3 separate regions of the Mus musculus genome follow, and regions 1 and 3 are each linked to region 2. The links are chromatin contacts, called in public HiChIP or PLAC-seq and promoter capture Hi-C maps. All regions are on one chromosome and are shown on one strand. The core of a region is the stretch at or near the end of the contact, and the rest is flanking DNA. Distances in the headings are between cores, read along the strand shown.

Region 1 (3,515 bases), core at 478-2,977, 110 kb after region 2:
AATCCTTTTAGTATTTGACCCTGGAGTTTAAAATCATGCCTGGGTCTGAAAAAGGTGAGCTATAACCCACTTTCAGAGCCAGCAATAACGAAGAACATTATAGAACAATTTGAATATTACCCATATTTAAACAACATTTGAATTTCTATTATATTAAATCCAGTGTTCAGGAAAACCAGAGGTGAATTCTGAGCACAAGTAACTGGCAGAAGGAATAAGAAATAACATTTATTCTTGAATTCGTGACCAGGCAGAAACTAGCATGCAATGGTCATGTACATTCATACACATAAGATCCACATCTAAACATACAGGGTAGAAATCAGACTCATCCATAGCTTGGACAGGAGCTGGTTCTGGCCTGATGCAGAAGAGGGACAAGGCAGTTTGGCAGTGCCTGGCTTCCATGTGGGACCCCAGGTTTTACAAAGCTCTCCATTGAGCCCGGGGATTTACTTGTGAATCCTTCATCCAACCCCATCCCCTTATGCATACTCAGTGTTCTGAGATGTGAAGTTTTTATCAATGCAGTTTTCCTGCTCCCAAGAAGCAGCTGAAGGTGGAGCTAGGCACCACCTGGAGCCCTGGGTGCAGCTGTGCCTTACAGCCCTGAGTCAGAACATACAAACATAGGATAGATACATAAGAGAGGACAATGACATGTAACGATTGGACTTCTTTCCTTCAGAGGTCCATCAGTCCCTCTTGTGTCATCTAGTTTCATAGCCTTCCAAGTCTTAACACACAAAGATGGATCAGATATTGACTTAAGAGACCAAAATATACATGACATCAAAGACAACTGTAACAAATGACTAGTGTCTCATAGAGGTTCCATCAGTCTGACAAGGAGAATGTAATGGACAGGAGTCTGTTTCAGAGGCATCCTTGCATAATCCCTGGAGTACCAGGCATCCTGGGGAATTCTCACTTTAGCTGTGCAACTAGACATTGGAACACTGATGACTGTGCCAGGTCCTTGGCCACTCTGATTTCTGCCTCCCAGCATCGCCTGAGTGCATCTGCAGGGTTTATGTTTATACTGGGTTTTGCTGGGAAAAAAAAAAATGAACGCAACCACTTCAGGCCAAATTTAAAGCAAACATTTATGAAATATTAAATACGGACCAAGACTACTGAGAGGAGCTTACAGGCTTGCTGTATGGAATCTTCTCAGGAGAGAGAAGACAAAAGGTCATGACTCTTGATTTCATCCACTGGCCAGCACTGAGTAAAACCAGGACTAACGATCTGGCACCAAAGGTAAAAGCAAAATCCTTGTAGTTGAGTTAGGGGTGCATTATGTGAAGGTGGCTCTCTATATACTCAATGTTGAGGGATAAACCATCAGCAAACTAAGCACTAGCCAGACAGCTGAGTGCGAGCCGGATCTTGGTATTATTTCTTTTTTTGTTGTTGTCGGGGTTTTTTTGTTTTTGTTTTTTTGTTTTGTTATGTTTTTTTGTTTTTTTCGAGACAGGGTTTCTCTGTGTAGCCCTGGCTGTCACTGGCACTCACTTTGTAGACCAGGCTGGCCTCGAACTCAGAAATCTGCCTGCCTCTTAGTATTATTTCTGTGGCCTATCAGAGGTCCTATATTTTGTAAATATTAGACCTTCTTTACTTGCTTATTGGCTGTAATAAAGAGCTGACAGCCAATAGCTGGGCAGAGAGTGGAGGGCAGAACTTCCTGGGGAGGGACTCTGGAAAAAGAAAGCAAAGGCGCCAAAGTCGCCTGGGGCCTCGGAGATGAAAGATGGACCTGAACAGGAGCAGAGACGCAGAGCTGGCCACACATGGAAGGTAATGCCAGGACAAATCGGGATGAACTAGAAAGTTGGTTGGAAATCTGCCCAGCTATAGGCTTAAGCTTTAAAATACCCGATAGCCTCTGTGTCATCATTTGTACTGCTTCTGGGTCAGAAAGTCCTGCTATATAACTGAAATCACACGGGGGGCCTCTTTAGAAGAAACTGACCAGTGCGGAAGGAACAATATCCTCAGATCATGGAGAGCAAGAGAAGGAAACACAGAAAATAACCATGAGGCCTGAGAAATGTTTTGAATGTATGTGAGATTTATCACATCCTTCCTGCAACCGCTCCTGTCACCCTCCCTGAAGGCTGTCAAGAAAGGACAAGGAGACCAGCATGTGGTTTTAGTTTCTGCCACAAGGCTCACATGAGTCCCTCTGTATCGCCTGGCTGGCCCTTCCTTCCTCCGCATCCAGGCTAACTTTAAAATCCAACCTGAAGGTTTTAAAAATCCAATTATAAGTTAGCCTATATATTAGATGGGGGGGGGGGGGAGGAAACTTCATATTAAAAGCCCTGTATAAAATGCACTCTTTACTGCATTGAGTTTGGTCAAGAGTTTTCGTGGCTGCCTGTTAGTTTGTGTTACCAAAACGAAACATTGAAACATCGGCATGGAAGTTTCTTCTAGGAGCCTGCCCCCAGTTGGTAAGTGAGGAAACATGCATGCCCCTGCCTGAATTAAGGGGGAGGGTTGGGTACAAAAGCAGGAAGTACGTAAAGATATGTGTTTGCTTCTAATTGGACCTGATGGGAAAGCCAAATGGCTTTATGGGTATACGCCTTTAGATGACTCTGCAAACTACCTCTGCCGCCATTTTCTGGGGACCCGGAGTGGTTCTGGGCAAAATCCTTCATCTTGGCTGAATGAAAAAGAGAAAGAAAGAAAGAAAACATGACTGGTCCTGGTTTTCGGCGCCATGTGTATGAGAAAAAGAAATAAAAAGAAAGGAAGAGGACTGGTCCCAGGTATAGTGGAAGAGAAAGTTTGTGGATTGAAAGGGAGGCAGAGCCACGGGGCAGAATCTTCTTGGAGCGTCCAGAATGAACATGTCCCTAGCTTTTTTAGGAGATGGAGGAGAGGGAGGGAGGAAAGAGAGGTACCAGGTGCAGCAGCCCGGGTTGGCATTTTGTCTAGGCTCTGCCCACAGTTTCTGGCAACAGCCAGGTATACCTGACTCACTATAAAAGGGACTGCTTGCCCCCTCCTCACTTTTGCTCTCTGCTCTTCTCCTCTTGCCCTTGCTCCCTTACTCACTTCCTCCCTCTCCTCATTCCCCTCCCTACTCTCCACGTGCTCATGGCCAGCCACTACTATCTCTGCCTTTCTCTGTCTCTACTCCCTCAACTCACATCCCTATGCCCTACATTCTATTCTATATTATACCATCCCGTGGCTGGTACCTCAGGGGGAAGGGATGCCTCAGCATGAGCCAGCAAAGGGACCCTTTCCCCAACACCTTACTATGCCTCCACCAAACATATCCCTGCCTTCTTCTCTTTCTTTTTATAAAATACAACAGCCAGGAAGCCCAAAGGAGAGAGAGATGGGTCTGGTAACCAAAATGGTTGAATTGGAAGTGCAGTTGGGGAAAGGTGGCCCAACACTGAGCTGGAGAGTTCAGGGTAGGAGCAGAACATGCCTTCCAGGAACGCCCTGGAACTGGCAGGGACTGAGGGATGCATGGAGAAACTAGCAGC
Region 2 (3,470 bases), core at 388-2,887:
TGAGTAGACAGAACTGGAGGATCTGGAATATTCATGTTTGCTTGTGTTTAAATTGTTTTTAGCCAACACATAAAATAGTGTACTGGTTACAGCTTCCCACACAATGCCATTGTACTGACAGTCACCTCCCCTTTTTCCTCCCCTCTTCTTCCTCTTCTCTTCTGATGGTTACCTTACTCATCCCACAGTCGCCCTCTGGTGTCCATGAATATACGTGTATATACAGATCTGGATTTTGCAAATTAGAGAAACATGCAATATTTGTCATTTGTGGCTACTCCAGCTTCTCTCATTTCTTTTTCCTCCTCCCTTTAGATACCTTCTTCAAGCAACAGTGTGAAATTCCATAGAGGTGAGATGCTAGGCATATTTGCATTTCCAGGTCATTTTCTTCAGCACAGTGAGTGTTTCCTCTTCACTTCTGTTTTCATTCCTGGAAAGGACATGATTTCACTTTTCTTTACATCTGAATGGCATTTCACTATGCATGTATGAGTATGCATATACCACATAAGTAAAGCATTCATACCAGTATATATTTTGCAACATCTGAGATTCTACTGAAACTTCAAGGATTCTAGAAAATGAGAAATTCTGATGAGTCAAGTGTTGTAAGGTCCAAAACTTGCAATGATGTCCAATAGGTGTGCAAGGGCACTGGATACAAGTTTGTGTTGGCAGATCAAGTTTAGGTTCGAGGTCTTAGGCACCATTTCCTTCTGAGGTCCCAGAAGCTCAGGAACATAAGAGTGGCGGGAAAGTCCAGAAGATAACAGAATGAATGTGGCATTGTCCTAACAACAGTATGTCACAAAAGATCCAAACCCAACTGCAACAAATTAACATTCATACTTATAGGTGTTAAGGTGGGGTAGGAAGTAGGGCATCTTGTTACTGATCCATTTCCCTTGAACTGGGGTGTCTTGAGTAAGGGTGCTGGAGTCACCCCCAGTCTCCACACCTGCCTGAGGCTGATGGTGGAGAGGCACCCACAGCTGGGTTTCTGAGGGACCTCTGCTGCTCCCTTGCCTCCTCGCTCCTATCACTTTTCCCAGGCTTGTCCTTTCTGCTCACTCCCTTCATTTTCTCTCCTCTCAACTCTACAGCCTTGTCTTTCTTCTCATAGCTGGCTTTTTGGATCTAAAATGCACTGAGCCAGGGAAACTTATATTACCAAAATTATCAAAAGAGAGGGCACAAAGAAAGAGCTGGTGAGTCTTGTCCGCTTGGGTTGCCCTTGGAACCTCCCATAGAAACCCATCTTCCCAAAGAGTTAGGAGATGCAGCTTGCACCTTGTGAGCCAGCATCCTACTCTGCCTCCCCTGGCTCAGCTTCCCTCTCCAATCATCTTCCTCCCTGGAGAGGCTTCAACAGGTGCTCATGCTGTGCCTAGTGTCACCTGCTCTTCTGAGGGTCAGGACAGCAGCAGCCGCAGCTTTGCCCTGGGGATTTGAGTGACGCTGTAAAGGTTAAGTTCAAAAGTCTAGAAGCCTTGTTCTTCAGTTCTGACAGGTGGAGTGGCAATCACAGAGGGGATGAAAGAGCTGAAGGAGATGTCTCACACTTCCTGGAGTGACATCAACCAATGAAACCGGGGTTCTCCAAAACTGAAATCGGGACCTAGAGAGGATGAAACAGTGCAATCCACTAAGGTCGGTCAAGACAAAAGCCGAGAGCAACCACAGGCACTGTAGCTCATCCCTCAAATCCAAGTGCTGAGAAGGACTTCTGGAGACAGCCACCACTCCCACTGCTGTGGGTGTCTCAAGCTTTTGCCTTACTTCCTCTGGCCCGCAAGTGTCCACAGCACAGCTAGCTCACAGCTAGCTCGCAGTTGACTTCAAGCAGCTGAGGGAACGTGCTCAGTAGAGCAGCTTAGGTAAGTGAGCCATCCTCCATGGCCGCCGCCTCTGTCGCAACCTCTCTGTCCCAGTGCCTACCAAGAATGCATTCTGCGGGCTGTGGGATGATGTGGGGCTGCCAGTACAACCCAGAGCTCTAAGGACAACCCTGGCTGCTTTGGTGCTTCTCTAGGAACTCTGGCTCCTTGGGACCTTCATAGCCTCCATCACTGGCTGAGGAGGACTTAGATACTAGGGGAGTGTGGGATGAGAGAAAAATCCCTCCCTCGGTCTGCGTAGATTGGGCTACTTACAGATCCAGATAGAAGGTTCTGAAATAATCCAAGAGGGTGTATGAAGTAGGAGTTACTGAGGCAAGCCCCTCTGAAGGTGCTCCATCTTCTTGAAGACATGACCCTGTGGAAAGGTATGGGGAAATTGCCCTTAAACAATGAAGAACTCCACTCTGGAACTAAGTAGATCTAAGAACCTCAGACCCTGGAGGTTTTTCCCTAGAAAACAAGAGCATTGCTCTCCCAAGCAAGAGGCAAAGCAGCATCCTAGCTGGAAATGCTCTACAGCTGTTTCTCAAGAGCTTTTCCCACTCTTGTGTCCTCATTCCGTGCCTTCCTACCAATTGGCATTGCTTACAGAAGTAGGGTTGCCTGCCTGATTGTCATCTGTTTTCCACCAAAGATAAAAACAGCAATTTTTTTTATTTCAGTGCTCAGAATTTTCTCCAGTGAACACTATAAAGAATTTTGAAAGAAACTACTAATATTTAAAACCAACTCATTGCTTCTGGGATATCAGGGAGTTTCGTGTAGGTATTAAAATTTGGTGAGCCTCAGAGTCCAGCTTAGTTGTTAAAGACCATTTTCTGGATAGATGCCCCCAGGGAGCATTTGAATCATAGAAATGTTTTTTGTAGTCACAGGTGTTGTATTGAGATAGACCAGGTCCCAGGCTATCCCACAGACTCTCTATAAATGATTCCACTGCAGTTCTCCTGAGTTCCAAATTTGCCAGTGAATATGCATCCTCCATCAGCACATTAATGTGAGATGTGGATCCTGTTGTTGTTGGGGAGTGAACCAGGGGTGCTGTCTTGGGACAGGACCTGATTAAGGTAGCGCTGGATGGGAAGGGCAGGGAGGGAATAAGTAGCAGAGACTGCTTTCAGCGCATAGAAGAGGGTGGGGCTGCACGTTCCATCTGGGCAGAAATGAAAGTGCTTTTCATGTAAACTTACTAGAGTTTCAGTTTTGTTTTTGTCTGGCTTTCATGTCTCCTCCCTACTTATACCCCCTACCTCCATACCTACCCAGCAAGGAGACTGTAGCAGAAAGATCTTGCCCAGAATATCTTCCAGGTTGTTTTCCAACTCAACTCTGCAAGAGCTGAGATGACAGGTTTGCACCACCTCCTTGGCTCCCTGCTTCCTTTTGCAGTGATGGTGAACATGTCTCCAGGCAATCCATCAGCAAAAATGGTCTCAACTCTGGAGCAGCCCTCCCATGGAAGAAGGAGGAGCCAAGCAACACTAACTAGCTATAATAAGGAAAAGAAATATAGGCAAGACATAAATAGATCACTCTGTCTCTCTTTTGTCTCTCTATGTGTTTTGT
Region 3 (3,228 bases), core at 284-2,783, 73 kb before region 2:
AAAGCTTGAGGATGAGTATTGTGGTTGTTCCAGCATTGCTTTTTCTGCTTGAAGGTCACGGTCTTAGTTAGGGTTTCACTGCTGTGAACAGACACCATGACCAAGGCAACTCTCATAACATTTAATTGGGGCAGGCTTACAGGTTCAGAGGTTCAGTCCATTATCATCAATGTGGGAATACAGGCAGGCATGGTGCAGGAGAAGCTGAGAGTTCTAAATCTTCATCTGAAGGCCACTAGGAGAAGACTGGCTTCCAGGCAGCTAGGATGAGGGTCTTAGATCTCACACCCACAGTGTCACACTTCCTCCAACAAGGCCTCACCTCCAAATACTACCACTCCCTGGGCCAAGCATATTCAAACCACCACAGTCGCTTAAGCAACTTGAGGCCTAATGTCTTGGGTAAAATGTTACTTTCCTTTCAAGTGCAAAGTCATCCTCTGCCTAATGAACCCAGTTCAGGTCCCTGCCTGAAAATGTGAAAACTGATGTTGATTAGAACCTGGGAAGGTTCACTGAAGTATGAACAGGGAAACTTGGATAATTAGGTTCTCTTATCTTTTAGGTCTTTCTGATGTCCTACAATTTTGTTAGAAGGAGACCTTTTAGTTTCCTGGAGTGGAACCTTCCTTCCATAAAAGTGCTCTATGCAAAGGTGGCAAAGAACCACACCTCCAAGTCTGCTGTAGAAATAGTCCCTCAAGGAGATCCACAATCCTGCGGTATAGAGACTCCATGATAGATAATTAATATTTTACTGCTGTTTATTTAGTCAAAAGACACTCATAATGGGACTAGAATGTGATAGCTCAGAGATTAGAGGCATGGGCTGCTCTTCTAGAGAGCCCAGGTTCAAGTCCCAGTACCCACATGACAGCTTATGACTGCCTGCAACTCCAGTTCCATAGGATTCACTGCCATCCTCTGCCCCCTGAGTGTACCAGGCATGTGTGTGTCCTTTTAAACCAAAGGCATGGCAGAGACTTGAGCATTTTATATCATTTTTTTCCTCAGTTATGATCTTGTGTCACCCCACCATCCCCATGGAACATCTCGATACTTCTAGTATCATAAGCTGCTGTGGAGGGAGTATGGATTGCTTCAGGATCTAAGGGCAAGTCATGAAGGAGAGATTCGTCTACACTCAGCAGTCCCAAGTACCTCTACTAGGTTTTTGTTTTGTTTTGTTTTGTTGGGTTTCTTTTGTTTTTTGTTTTTTTTTTTATTTTTTTTGTTTTTTGTTTTTTGGTTTTTTTTTTCCTTCGAGACAGGGTTTCTCTGTATAGCACTGGCTTTCCTGAACTCACTTTGTAGACCAGGCTGGCCTCCAATTAAGAAATCCACCTGCCTCTGCCTCCCGAGTGCTGGAATTAAAGGCGAGCTCCACCACGCCCGGCACTAGTTTGGTTTTTACCTAATGAAACTGGGGTTCAGTGTCCTTGACTTCATGGATGTCTTCTTTTGCGCTTCACCATCCTAAGCCATGATTCATGTTTGAATCATATATTATTTCTGTGGGAGCTGCTCTTTAGCTAGTGCCTCCCAAACAAGTCTCTGACTACTGGTGATGGTGTAACAGGACAAAGGTTCTTCTATTCTGACTCAGCTGAAACCATCTTGGTTTAAACTGAAACTGACCCCGGCCCCCACCCACACCTTTTCTACCCCTGCCATGGAAAGCCCTGTGTCGGGGGAAAGCCCCCCACCATGTTCTAGAAACTCGAGGTGGAAATGCCCAAGCTGACTGTATATTTTTGACTCTTGTTAGACTGCTTGCTTGCTTTATGCTTTATTTTTCCCTGCAACTGCAACAAGGATGTAGTTTTTCTGTGTTGTCTTTAAAATCTCCCAGTAGTTCCTCCTATGGGGCTGCAAACCCCTTCAGCTCCTTGGCTCCTTTCTCTAGCTCCTTCAATGGGGATTCTATGTTCAGTCTAATGGATGGCTGTGAGCATCCACCTCTGTATTTGTGAGGCAGTGGCAGAGCCTCTCACTAGCCAGTACCCGCAGAGCTCCCAGGGACTAAACCACCAACCAAAGAGCACACATGGTGGGACTCATGGCTCCAGCTGCATATGTACCAGAGATGGCCTACTCAGACATCAGTGGGAGGAGAGGCCCTTTATCTTATGAAGGCTCTATGCCCCAGTGTGGGGGAATGCCAGGGCCAGAAAGCAGGAGTGGGTGGGTTGGTGAGCAGGGGGAGGGGATGGAGGAGGGTATTTTTTCTGAGGGGAAACCAGAAAAAGGCATAACATTTGAAATGTAAATAAAGAAAATATCCAATAAGGAAAAATCTCCCTGTAGGGCTGGAGAGATAGCTCAGAGTTTAAGAGCATAGACTGCTGTCTTAGTCAGGGTTTCTATTCCTGCACAAAACATCATGACCAAGAATCAAGTTGGGGAGGAAAGGGTTTATTCAGCTTACACTTCCATACTGCTGTTCATCACCAAAGGAAGTCAGGACTGGAACTCAAGCAGGTCAAGAAGCAGGAGCTGATGCAGAGGCTTGGATGGAGGGATGTTACTTACTGGCTCCCTTCCCCTGACTTGCTCAGCCTGATTTCTTATAGAACTCAGCACTACCAGCCCAGGGATGGCACCACCCACAAGGGGTTCTCCCACCCTTGATCACTAATTGAGAAAATGCCTTATAGCTGGATCTCATGGAGGCATTTCCTCAAGGGAGGCTTCTTTCTTTGTGATAATTCCAGCTTGTGTCAAGTTGCTACACAAAACCAGCCAATATAGCTGCTCTTCCAGAGGTCCTGAGTTCAGTTCCCAGCAACCACATTGTGCCTCATAACCATCTATACTAGGGCCTGAGGCCCAATTCTGGAATGCAGGTAGACAGGTAGGAAGAATACTATATACATAATAAATAAACTAATAAAAAATTCCCTGAAATGTGCATTTGAGGCTGTTCTGTGAGAAGTGTATCTCTCCAAGCCTAATTTAAACTTTGATCATGCTGAGTGGTCTTTGGGTCTTGACCCCCCAACAACAGCAGTCCAAATATATTGAGAGTCCTTGGTTCAAAAGAATAGCCCTTTATTTCAGTACATAATCTCTTTATTTGTAGACCTGAAGAGTTAGACTCCGGAGATACTCCATTTATGCTTTAAACTTTCTGGCAGCCATGGGATACTGAGTATACCCACAAAAGGCTCAAATAGCCCAACATATGGCAATATATTAGAAAACACCCCAACTCAGGACAGCAGGCTT

The links. Promoter capture Hi-C pulls out the DNA fragments that hold promoters and counts their contacts. HiChIP or PLAC-seq counts read pairs in DNA pulled down with a chosen protein or histone mark.
Region 1: a contact with region 2 is called in a promoter capture Hi-C map of macrophages, with 6 read pairs. The contact joins the promoter of AI662270 here to the promoter of Slfn1 in region 2. A contact is called at or near these places in 7 of 39 promoter capture datasets (cranial neural crest, embryonic stem cells, macrophages and 2 more), 1 of 484 Hi-C or Micro-C datasets (nephron progenitors), 5 of 115 datasets of contacts at active chromatin or transcription factors (CD8 T cells, effector CD8 T cells, embryonic stem cells and 2 more) and 1 of 9 other capture datasets (adipose tissue).
Region 3: a contact with region 2 is called in a BATF HiChIP or PLAC-seq map of CD8 T cells, with 27 read pairs. The contact joins the enhancer-like site here to the promoter of Slfn1 in region 2. A contact is called at or near these places in 6 of 39 promoter capture datasets (the C10 cell line, the HPC-7 cell line, liver and 2 more), 5 of 15 datasets of contacts at CTCF or cohesin (CD8 T cells, the G1E-ER4 cell line, large pre-B cells and 2 more), 3 of 484 Hi-C or Micro-C datasets (Th1 cells, bone marrow-derived macrophages and nephron progenitors), 12 of 115 datasets of contacts at active chromatin or transcription factors (CD8 T cells, Th17 cells, bone marrow-derived dendritic cells and 8 more) and 3 of 9 other capture datasets (adipose tissue, liver and pancreatic islet).

Annotation. Positions count from the first base shown.
Region 1 is chr11:83,221,849-83,225,363 of GRCm38.p6, forward strand. It overlaps AI662270 (expressed sequence AI662270), which reads left to right and starts at 1,728. Exons shown (of 4, transcript NR_015519.1): 1 at 1,728-1,803; 2 at 2,362-2,462; 3 at 2,604-2,783.
Region 2 is chr11:83,115,183-83,118,652 of GRCm38.p6, forward strand. It overlaps Slfn1 (schlafen 1), which reads left to right and starts at 1,638. Exons shown (of 2, transcript NM_011407.2): 1 at 1,638-1,880. Gm51911 (a long non-coding RNA gene) reads right to left here. Exons shown (of 3, transcript XR_003949745.1): 1 at 3,167-3,470; 2 at 2,157-2,259; 3 at 1-1,621.
Region 3 is chr11:83,042,473-83,045,700 of GRCm38.p6, forward strand. No RefSeq gene overlaps it. Among named protein-coding and RNA genes, the nearest start is that of Slfn2, 21 kb to the right of the region's middle. Within about 2 kb of position 1,534, at least 37 of the 459 cell types and tissues checked have an H3K27ac peak or open chromatin away from gene starts, as enhancers often do. A contact at or near this core is called in CD8 T cells, Th1 cells, Th17 cells and 4 more, where this site is marked.